Linked DNA regions of Macaca mulatta: region 2 is linked to region 1. A link is a contact called in public Hi-C data. All regions are on one chromosome and are shown on one strand. Each heading gives the region's core, a stretch centred on a gene start, on an enhancer-like site or on the middle of the called end of the contact. The rest is flanking DNA. Distances are from core to core; before and after follow the strand shown. Region 1 holds the start of PCED1B (PC-esterase domain containing 1B). Region 2 has its middle 180 kb from the start of PCED1B.

Region 1 (5,598 bases), core at 1,573-4,072:
TTCCCATGGATAAAACACAAGGGCGATGGGAGAGCTAATAATGACGAGTGCTTTCAACTGATGAACAGGTTGGATTGTGACAATTCTGCTCCAGGACTAGCTACAAAAGTCCATTTACTCAGAACAAGAACCCGGGGTTGAGTCAGCAGGCCTGGATTTCTTCCACCTCTAATGCTTACTTTATCTTTGTGCTGCTTAGTTTTTCACTTATTAAATAGGGGAAATAGCACCTATGCTCCTCTGAGGGGATTACACAAAAGAGTTTTAGAAATGGATATTGTTTTATTATTGTTGCTATCATTCTTGTTACCATTTTTGTAGTATTTAAATTCTACGTGTAATAGTGTTTCTATGGAAAAAGAAATTTTTTTCTTTTTGTTTTTTGAGATAGAGTCTCACTCTGTCGCCCAGGCTAGAGTGCGGTGATGTGATCTTGGCTCACTGCATCCAATGTCTCACGGGCTAAAATTATTCTCCTACCTCAATCTCCGGAATAGCTGGGATCACAGGCATTTGCCACCATGCCCAGATAATTGTTCTATTTTTAGTAGAGATGGAGTTTCACTGTATTGGCCAGGCTGGTCTCGAACTCCTGACCTCAGGTGATCCACCCACCTAGGCCTCTCAAAGTGCTGCGATTACAGGCCTGAGCCACCTTTTTCCATAGATAGCCCACCTATGGAAAACATTTTTTGAATTTAAAAATGAGATTATAAGAGCAAGTCTCAGCCAGGTAGAGTGGCTCACACCTGAAATCCCAACACTTTGGGAAGGCCACGGAGGAAGGATTGCTTGAGATCAGGAATTCAGGCCAAGCCTGGACAACAAAGCTACATCCGTGTCTCTACAAAAAAAACAAAAACAAAAACAATTAAAAATTAAAAATTAGCAGGATGTGGTGGCACACGCCTGTAGTCCCAGCTACTCAGGAGGAGGCTGAGGTGGAAGGATATCTTGAACCCAGGTGTTTGTAGCTGCAGTGAGTTGTGATGACACCACTGCACTCCAGCCTGGATGACAGAGCAAGACACCGTCTCTGCCTTGGCTTTTACTCACACTATGTTGTAGAGGATTCTGGAAACTTGAGTTCCCACTGCTTTGCCTGTTGGCAGTGCAACTGAGGACTCGCCAGTTTCAAGCTCCATGGCTTGGAGTGGAAGAAAGGACAAGCAAGGTCCAGGGACTAAGGAAGCTGAGGACCAAGAATCTGTGCTAGTGAAATGAATGTCCTATTTCCCAGGCACACCAATTAACTTCTCACATTAGGCCTTTCCCCAGGCCATGGTTTTCCCCACTTCAGTGCCAACACGGACCTAGGGGCTTTTCTCCCTGCTGCCATGTCCAGCCGAGTTTCCGCTTCTCTCTTCTCCTCCAGCTCCAAAAATAAGTCAACAGCTCTGCACTGCCTACCTTAGAGTTAACTGTGGAAATCAAATGAAATGCTGTGTAAACTCTACAAATGTTCACTGCTATTGTTATTCGGAGCAACCTTAACATATCTGGAAAGTGGGCTTAGTGGTTAAGGGAGATTTCTAGTTAAATGAAGCATTTAACTTATTATTTAGCAATATTAATTATTTAGTGGCATTATTTAGTATACCCTCCAAAATGTGTTTACATGTTTTACCAGTTTATCTCTTTATTCTTCTTAAGAACTCTAAGAAGGCCGCAGTGGCTCACGCCTGTAATCCCAACACTTTGGGAGGACAAGGGGGTCAGATCACTTGAGGTCTGGAGTTCAAGACCAGCCTGGCCAACATGGTGAAACCCTGTCTCTACTAAAAATATAAAAATTAGCTGGGCGTGGTGTTGTGTGCCTGTAATCCTAGCTACTTGGGAGGCTGAGGCACGAGAATCACTTTAACTCGGGAGGCGGAGGTTGCGGTGAGCTGAGATAGCGCCACTGCACTCCAGCCTGAGCAACAGAGTGAGACTCCGTCTCTCACACACACACACACACACACACACACACACACACACACACAAACCCTAAGAAATTCTTTCTTTTCTTTTCTTTCTTTCTTTCTTTCATCTCGCTCTGTTGCCCAGGTTGGAATTCAGTGGTGAGATCATAGCTCACTGCAGCCACTCTGCAGACTCAATCAATCCTCCCACTTCAACCTCCCTAGTAGCTGGGACTACAGGCCTGTGCCACCATGCCCGGCTAATTTTTATAGGTTTTTTTAGAGACAGGGTTTCATCATATTGTCCAGGCTGGTCTTGAACTTAGACTCAAATAATCCACCTGCCTTAGCCTTCCAAAGTGCTTGGATGACAGGTGTGGGCCACTGCACCTGGACTACATACTCTTAATTTTCTCCATTTTATACATTTAAAAATTAAGGCTAAAAGATCGAGTAATCTGCCCAAGGTCATCCATTTCATAAGAAGCAGTGCTGGAAGTAAAAACTGATGCCAAGCCTTTGTGGTCAACCACAACATACAAGATTTCAGACAACAAATGCCTCACGTCCCTTCTGCAGTTCACGACTAAATTGGTTGTTTCCTTTCACTGTCCATTTTAATAAATTTACTAGTTTATCAATCACTAATTTTTTGTTATTGCCAAGCACCAGTTGTCTCTTTAGCGTTACATGGGGTGGGCTGGAGGAGGCTAGGGTACTGATTCCTCTCTACAGTAAGTGCCCCAAAAATGACAGTCTCAAGAAAGGCTGGTCAGAAATGCCAACTTAATGTTTCAAATAAAATGGAAAAACTGAAAAGTACTTACTCATTAAAGTAACTGGTGATGTTTAAGCATCTCTCTCAGTTGATTCTAGATTCGTCCCTAGATAGCTTTCTTCCTCTCCTGTAGATCATTGTGGCCAGACGGGAGATCTCTGAGCTTGGGCTATAGGGGAAATAGGTTAGCCTTTGGGTGCTGCTATGCTTGCAAGCCAGCGTCTGGGGAGAAGATGACATTTCCGGTGGCATCTGGGGCAAATGACACGAGTCAGCATTTACTTCTTGGAAGCAGAAGACTAATGACCGAAGCTTCAAGACTTTGACATGTATGAAAACATGAAATGGTAAGTCAATACAAAGACAGCATCTTCCTGGAATTTGTTTTTGAGCTTGTTTTCATTTCACTTTTCTCAGTAATCTGGGTGTAGCTTATTTTGACTCTTCTTTTGATTAAACAATTCAGACCCTCGGCTCTTATTGTTCTTGCTGGTGTGGTGCGTTCACGGCTGAGGAGGTGGTCAGAAGAGGAAAGGAGGAAGTGAGAAGAAACACGGAAATGGTAAGAAGAACTCTACTTTTCTAACTAATATTTCGTAGTAGTAATCTTGTGTTTCTGTGCAATGTGTTACAGTTTACAAACCACTTTTATTTTTATTTATTTATTTTTTTTGAGATGGAGTTTCGGTCTTGTTGCCCAGGCTGCAGTGCAGTGGTGTGGTCTCGGCTCATTGCAACCTCTGCCTCCCAGGTTCAAGCAATGCTGCTTCAGGCTCCAGGAAGCTGGGACTACAGGCACCCATCACCACACCGGGCTGATTTTTGTGTTTTTAGTAGAGACGGGGTTTTGCCATGTTGGCCAGTCTTGTCGTGAACTCCTGACCTCAGGTGATCCACCCGCCTCAGCCTCCCAAAGTGCTGGGATTATAGGGGTAAGCCACCGCGCCAGGCCACAAACCGCTTTTAAATCCTTTCACTTCATCTCTCCACTGCCCTCTTGATGGAAAAATAGCCCAGTCCACACTACAGGAAACCACAGGCCTGAGCCCTGGCCTCAGCTAGATCCAGTATGTGGCAGAGCAAGACAAGAACTTTCTGCTTCCTCCCCTAGTGTTCCACTTGAAACCAGCAGGTAACTCAAGGGGACAGTGTGCTTAAAAGGGAGACTGTTCACCTGGCGCCGTGGCTCACGCTTGTAATCCCAGCACTTTGGGAGGCCGAGGCAGCTGGATCACCTGAGGTGAGGAGTTCGAGACCAGCTGGCCAACATGGTGAAACATTGTCTCTACTAAAAATACAAAAATTAGCTGGGCGTGGTGGCGGGTGCCTGTAATCCCAGCTACTCGGGAGGCAGAGGTTACAGTGAGCCGAAATCACCCCGCTGCACTCCAGTCAGGGCGACAAGAGCAAGACTCCATCTTTAAAAAAAAAAAAAGCGGGGGTGAGGAGGTGGTCTTCTGATCGATTAGATAAGTGTAGGCATTTGTTTTCTTTTGTCTGGAATAATATGATTTCGGGGAGGGGAATATCACTTTCCCTACAAATACCAAGATGAAAAAGAAAAGGAAATAATGAATCAGAAAAAAAAGAGAGAGAAAGAGAGAGAAAATGCATGATTACAGAAGATCCCAATGCATGACTACAGAAGATCAGAATGTGCCACCCCCAGGTTCCCGTAATCCCAGCTCCTTGGGAGGCTGAGGCAGGAGAATCGCTTCAACCCAGGAGGTGCAGGTTGCAGTGAGCTGAGATTGCACCATTGTACCTCAGCCAAGGCGACAGCAGGACTCCATCTCAAAAATAAAAAATATGCCACCCCAAAATATAGGTTATTTGGCGTATTTCGAGCTGATTATTCTGAGCAACTGCAGACACAGGGGTATCTCTGAAAAGCTGTCCTTTTGTAAAATAAATTTATATTTATAAAAGAAATCTACATTAGTCAAAGTATCTGTATCAGGAAGAGTCCTGCTCTCAGACAACTTTTATTACCTGGGAGACTTTTCATTTACATAACAAGACAACCTTTATTCACCATCCATTTCTTCTCATCACCCTCCTATAACTTGTCACTAGTTCTCTGCAAGCCCCAAGTCCCTATTCCTTCCTGTAGCTCAGGATAAGCTTCCATCATCTGGCCTTTCTTTGAGTCTCATGTTTTGTGGGATTCCAGTGTGTGTGCATATAATTAAAAATGTTTTCTCCTTTTCTTTTTTTTAATTGAGATTTGGTCTCATTATGTCGCCCAGGCTGGTCTTGAACTCGTGGGATCAAGTGATCCTCCCTTGATCCTCCCTTGATCCTCAGCTTCCCAAAGTGCTGGGATCACAGGCATGAGCCACTGAGCCTGGCCAAAAATGTTTTTTCTTCTGTTAATCTGTTTTGTGTCAATTTAATTTGTATCCCAGCCAAAGAACCTAGAAGTATGGAAGAAGCCATTTTCCCTCCCTTACAGTACAAAATAACTAACCAACAAGAGTAAGAGATTTCAAAACAGTCCTGAATTACATGCTCTGAAGACTTAGTTTATTTTTAATGGTATGCTATTTATGTAAACTGGATTATAATGTGACATAATTGTCTTTCCTTGAAAAATATCATTTTACTTTACATCACTGTCTACTCAGTGTGTGGCTTAAAATTAATTCCATACATTGTGCATTGTTTTCATCCTCTTGTCTATGGCCATCAATAATGTTATCTTGCATTTCCCCATGAATTTTAGTACAGTCATTACCATGAAATTTAATACAATCAAGGCAGAACCCAACTGATAGCCTTAATATTTTATAATTCAGAGTAATCTATTACATATCTTTGAAAATCTGCCATTATTTAGTTCTAGCAATTCTATAAATGAATTGCAAATCTTCCTAGTCCTGTAGATTTCAGCTGGTCTGTGCACTGTGAGAATAG
Region 2 (5,598 bases), core at 1,781-4,280, 180 kb before region 1:
TGCGAGGGTGGGGAGTGGCGGCCACAGGGGCAACACATCGGCAAGGCTCCCAGCAGAGAGTCGGTTATTGACTCAGTGCTGGCCTGGTCTGCAGTTGCCTCTCTTTCAGAGACCCCTAAACGTGAGAGTGCATGGCCCAGCATCTCTGCTCTTCATTCTTCTTCCTCCTGCAACGCTCCCATGCCCGTGAATTCTGATGCTTTTCCTTGTCAGAATTTGTTTTTGGGATCTTTGGACTAAAAAAAACCTTTGAGCTTTATTTTACCCAAAGGTTTTCTCTCCCTCCCTTCCTTCTTTCTTTCCTTCCCCAGTTCCTTCCTTCCTTCTTTCTTTCCTTTCTATTCTTTCCTTCTTGCTCTCTCGTTCCTATGTTAAATAAACTGGGAAGCCATTAGTCTGAGATAGCCTCAGTACTTTAGGTTCTTACGTAAGAAAACCGTAGCCTAAACTTAATGTAAAACTTGTAAAACTAAAAGGAAACTTAAGCTTAATGAATCAGAAAACCCACCAACTAATCTCTAACTAGGACTTTCCACTACACCTCATAAAAGTTTCCCCATCGCCCCCTAGGTGGAATGTCAAACTGCTTCCTGTCTGGTGCTGACTGAATTACGAATCACTGAATGCTCAAATAAACTCATTAAAATTTTGTTGTACCTAAGTGTGTCTTTTAACATCTGCATACTTTATTATGAAATCTATCTCCTGGCTGTGTGGTGGCTCACGCCTGTAATCCCAGCACTTTGGGACACCAAGGTGGGAGGATCACTTGAGCTCAGGAGTTTGAGACCAGCCTGGCCAACATGGTGAAAACCTGTTCTACAAAAAAAAAAAAAAAAAAAATTACCCAGGCATGGTGGCGCATGCCTGTAGTCCCAGCTACTTGGGAGACTGAGGCAGGAGGATTGCTTCAGTCCAGGAGGCAGAGGCTGCAGTGAGCCGAGATCATACCGCTGCACTTCAGCCTGGGTAACAGAGTCAGACCTTGTCTCAAAAAAAAAAAAAAAAAAATTTATTTATATATCTATCTCTCCTGTGTAAGCCATATGCAAGTATCCTTAAAAAGAAAGATTTTCTCACAATGACCGTCACCTTAATATAATCTGATATGTAATAAAATTTATATTCCCAAAAAAAGGATTTCCCATAATGACTGTATTTCTAGAGGTTTGATTTTGTGGTGTCTGCTACAACATATACTAGTGCATAATTTTATGTCCCAGAGCACATGTGGATTTGCCTGTCCTACCTAAGGTTTGTAGGACTGCACCCTCTTTACCGGAATAAGCTCTCTCTACCATCTAGTTCCTCATGTTAAATAAGGCATGACTTGTAGTTAACTGTTTTTCCCATCACATACTTATGTGGTTTCTCTGTGATAAGAATTCTCTGATGTTCAATAAGGTCAGGGTTCTGCCCAAAGGGTTTTCCATAGTGATTACATTTAAATGGTCATCCCCAGTTTATATTTTTTAAAGGTGAGTAAGAACCGAGCTGTTATAAAAGCTTTCCCACCCTGGCCGGGCACAGTGTAATCCCAGCACTTTGAGAGGCTGAGGCGGGCGGATCACTTGAGGTCAAAAGTTTGAGACCAGCCTGGCCAACGTGGCAAAACCCTATCACTACTAAAAATATAAAAATTAGTCGGGCATGGTGGCACACACCTGTAGTCCTAGTTGCTTGAGGAGGCTGAGGCACGAGAATCGTTTGAACCCAGGAAGTGGAGGTTGCAGTGAGCAGAGATGGTGACACTGTGCTCCAGACTGGGTAACAGAATGAGACTCCATCCCCTCGCCACCCCCGCAAAAAAAGGTTTCCCACCCTCACAACTCAAGTAGGTATGTATTTTCATATGCATTTTATGGTGGTTTTTTTTTTTTCTGGAATGACTTTCCACACTCATTACACACGTACAATTTCTTCACCTTTCCAAAGTTTGATGGTTTTAGCTGAGGATCCACATTTAAAATTCTTATAGAGTGCTCCTTTAAGAATGCTGAGATTTTTCTCCAACTTTTTGTTTTATATACTCTCCCTCTGGTGAAGACTTTCCTTGCCTGATCTCTACTCAGGTGGAATCAATGCCCAAGGAAGGGGTTTTTCCTTCTCTTCCCCTTCTGCTGTCTTTCCAAGTACCTCAAGGGACTCTGAAGGTCTTACACCCATCTGCTGCTACACAGGCTCACATTCTGAAGTGGATGACTCCTTGCTGGTCTTGGTGTAGCTGTCTGACACAGTGGATAGAAAATGCTACTAACATCATGGCTTGGGTGGGTCAGTATCAGAAACTCTCTCTTCCTAGCTCTTCAGGAAAGCAAGACCCAGAGTTCTCGAAATTTAGAAATCACACTGGGACACTTGGAAATGCCAGTGAGACTTGGGTCTTGTGATTCTCCAGCATCTTATCTCTGGTAAGTTCCTTTTAGGCAGGATTCAAACACAACGTCTCCTCCCAATCCTCAAACTTCAAGGCATCCCCAAACAATTCATCTCCAGTGCAGTGGCCAATTCTTGGATGAGAGCCAGGTGTCGCCGGGCTGAGAGGATGGCAGTCATTACCGTGAACTGTGGACTTTCTCAGAAGCCTGGGGAGGATCAGGTGCAGCATTCACATGAGTCCTGAAATAACTAGCTTCCTGACTGCAAGGTGTGGGTGCTGGGATTGCAGGGAGCATGGATGCTGAGTATTTGCATTACAAGGACTCAAGCCTTAGCTGTGGGGATCAAGTTCTAACCAGGGCACTTCAGGCTAGATCCAGCAGGGGGTGTTGAATTTCTTCTAGTAGCAGCACTGCTAAAATTACCTATTCTACCTGTGTGTGCATGCCTGCTCCAAGCCACAGGTGCAAAGCTGGGTCCTCAATTAGTCAGGAATGTGAGTCCTGGACTTACCTTTTACTTGGGCTAAGATCTTGGGGATGTCATTTAATCTCGTGGGTCCTTTGGGGCTAGACAACTTCTGTCTGTCTCATGGGATTGCTGGAGTGGTAACAAAAGAGGGAAAAATCTGTGGAGCTGAATTTCGCAGGGGTGTATGCAGGCAAATTGGGTGCTTTTTGTAACCCTGGCCATATTCTATTTGAATCATTTAGCACTGTTATCTGATGCACATTCTAGCTGATGAGCTTTATGGAAAAATGTAGCCAGGCATGGCTGGAGATGGGAATAGATGGGCTGAAAATAGTGTGCATCGTAGCTTTTGGGTAAACTTAACTGAGATAATTTCATGATGTATTTTAGTAACTTCTTAGAACAACACTAAAATGGAAAACAAAAAGTCTCTGTACAGTTGTTTTTCTCATTGGTTTCAGGTGGACATATGGCAGCAAGGAAAGAGATTGATGGAAATGGTCTCTGATGTCTGGGCAGAACTTTTCTAGTCTTTTCTGAGAATAACAACATTCTTGGTAGACCACAGTCCTGGCTGTAAAACTCCGTGCATGGAAAGGATGAAGAACCAGATGAGAGGGTGTGTCAATAACACCCTGTATTCATTTTCTGTTGCTGCTGTAACAAATTACCACAAGCTTAGTGGCTTAAAACCACACAAATTTATTCTCTTACAGTTCAAGAAGTCAGAAGTCCTCTGTTTGCTTCATTGGGCTAAAGTCAAGGAGTCACCAGGACTGGTGGTTCCTTCTAGAGGCCTGAGGGCATAATCCATTACTTTGACTCTTCCAATTTCTGGTGGCAGCCTGTATTCCTTGACTTGTGGTCTCCTTCTTCATCTTCAACGATCACCACTCCAATCTCTGCTTCCGTCATTACATCTTCTTCTCTGACTCTGACCCTTCCAGGTCCTTCTTAGAAGGATCTGATGATGACATTGGGTCCATCTGGATAATCCAAGATAACCTCCCCATCTGGAGGTCTTTAATTTAATCACATATGTAAAGACCCATTTACCATATAAGGCAACAGTCATAGGTTCCAGGGATTAGGACTTAGACATATTTGTATTTGGGAAGCCTACCACAAAACACACTCTGATTTTTTTTAGTAGAATATAAAGATTTAATTGAATTTTACAGAAATATTTGTAAAAACAACATACCCTTTAATCACTAGCAGAAGAGCAAGAGAAAGAGCTGACTACAGATTCAGAACAGAATGGCATCTTCAAAACACACAGAATGATTTGAGATCAATTAACTGTGTTTCAGTTTCTTTTTCTTTTCTTTTCTTTTCTTTTCTTTTCTTTTTTTTTTTTTTTGAGACAGAGTTTCACTGTTGTTGTCCAGGCTGCAGTGCAATGGCCCAATCTCGGCTCACCGCAACCTCCGCCCCCACGTTCAAGCAACTCTCCTGCTTCAGCCTCTCAAGTAGCTAGGATTACAGGCATGCACCACCACGCCTGGCTAATTTTGTATTTTTAGTAGTGACAGGGTTTCTCCATGTTGGTCAGGCTGGTCTCAAACTCTCGACCTCAGGTGATCCACCCACCTCGGGCTCCCAAAATGCTGGGATTACAGGTGTAAGCCACTGCGCCCAGCCTGCATTTCAGTTTCTTAATGACCAATTTATCCAACTTTAAATTTTTACTAAATAATATTCAACAACTTGTTTCATTTAATAATTCAAATATCATTTTCCTATTTTTCAATCCTTAGTATTATTTTGCAAATTTCTTAAATGGTTTATCAGCCTTAATTTTAAACTTCTAGCAATTAAAACTTTAAATTAAATTGTATTAAGTCAAATTGGATTAAAATAGTAAAGGCTTAAGATAAAAGGATGAAATTTCAACTGGTATTTTCAAGTAAGCAACAGCAAATGAGATTGTTTTTAAATTAGAGTTTAAAATTTGAACTCAAAAGCACCTGAAAAAATTAGTTATATCCCCAAACTATTCTGTAAGAAATTATGGACATTTAAAATTCCTCACAAGAACAAATTTGGGATAAAACAAGCCAAGGAAGCAAAAAGGAAGTGAGGGTGCCCAGAAGATTGTATTATAATGATTTTCGTGACCCATGCCTCAAGTTTGATATTCACCAAGTGTAAATCCAAAACTGTCATAAAAGGGTTTTGTTTTAATGGCTTAAAAAAACCTGAAAAGACTGGTAAAGTGATAAACTGGAAGCTACAGTATCAACCACACCACAAGTAAATATGAATTATTAAATTGTTAGAAAAGTTAGGTTGATAAAGGAAATTCCTAGAATATAATGCCCCAATTTGAGAAACTGGCAGAATAATAACAGATATGCTAAAATGTTGGCAAAACCAGAAAGAGATGAAAGAAATCAGTATAAACTGAAAATTTATTGTAGGAAACAAACACTGATTTTTTGGTTATGGTGTGATACGTTACTTTGTTTTCATATGAATAGACTCTCCCTTAGCTGAGAAAGCCAGACAGACTCCATTTGGCACCTTCATTTGCAAGACGTCAAGGGCTCCTTACCCACCCCCTTCCTCAAGGACTTAACTTGTGTAAGCTGACTCCCAGGATATCAAAGAGTGCAATTAACTGATAAGGTACTGTGGCAAGCTATGTCCGCAGTTCCCAGGAATTCGCCCTGGTGATAGTACCCTAAAGCCCCCGCGTTTGTGTCCGTCAGATAGCACCCAGAGCCCCCGCACCTGTCACTTCGT

The links. A called contact is a pair of places that touch in the nucleus more often than the background predicts.
Region 2: a Hi-C map of CD4 T cells shows a contact between it and region 1, with 3 times the contacts expected there. The contact joins the enhancer-like site here to the promoter of PCED1B in region 1. A contact is called at or near these places in 3 of 14 Hi-C or Micro-C datasets (CD4 T cells, blood and liver).

Annotation. Positions count from the first base shown.
Region 1 is chr11:54,286,832-54,292,429 of T2T-MMU8v2.0, reverse strand. PCED1B (PC-esterase domain containing 1B) reads right to left here and starts at 2,822. Exons shown (of 3, transcript NM_001194048.2): 1 at 2,732-2,822.
Region 2 is chr11:54,471,388-54,476,985 of T2T-MMU8v2.0, reverse strand. No RefSeq gene overlaps it. Among named protein-coding and RNA genes, the nearest start is that of PCED1B, 180 kb to the right of the region's middle. Within about 2 kb of position 3,030, at least 3 of the 40 cell types and tissues checked have an H3K27ac peak or open chromatin away from gene starts, as enhancers often do. A contact at or near this core is called in CD4 T cells, where this site is marked.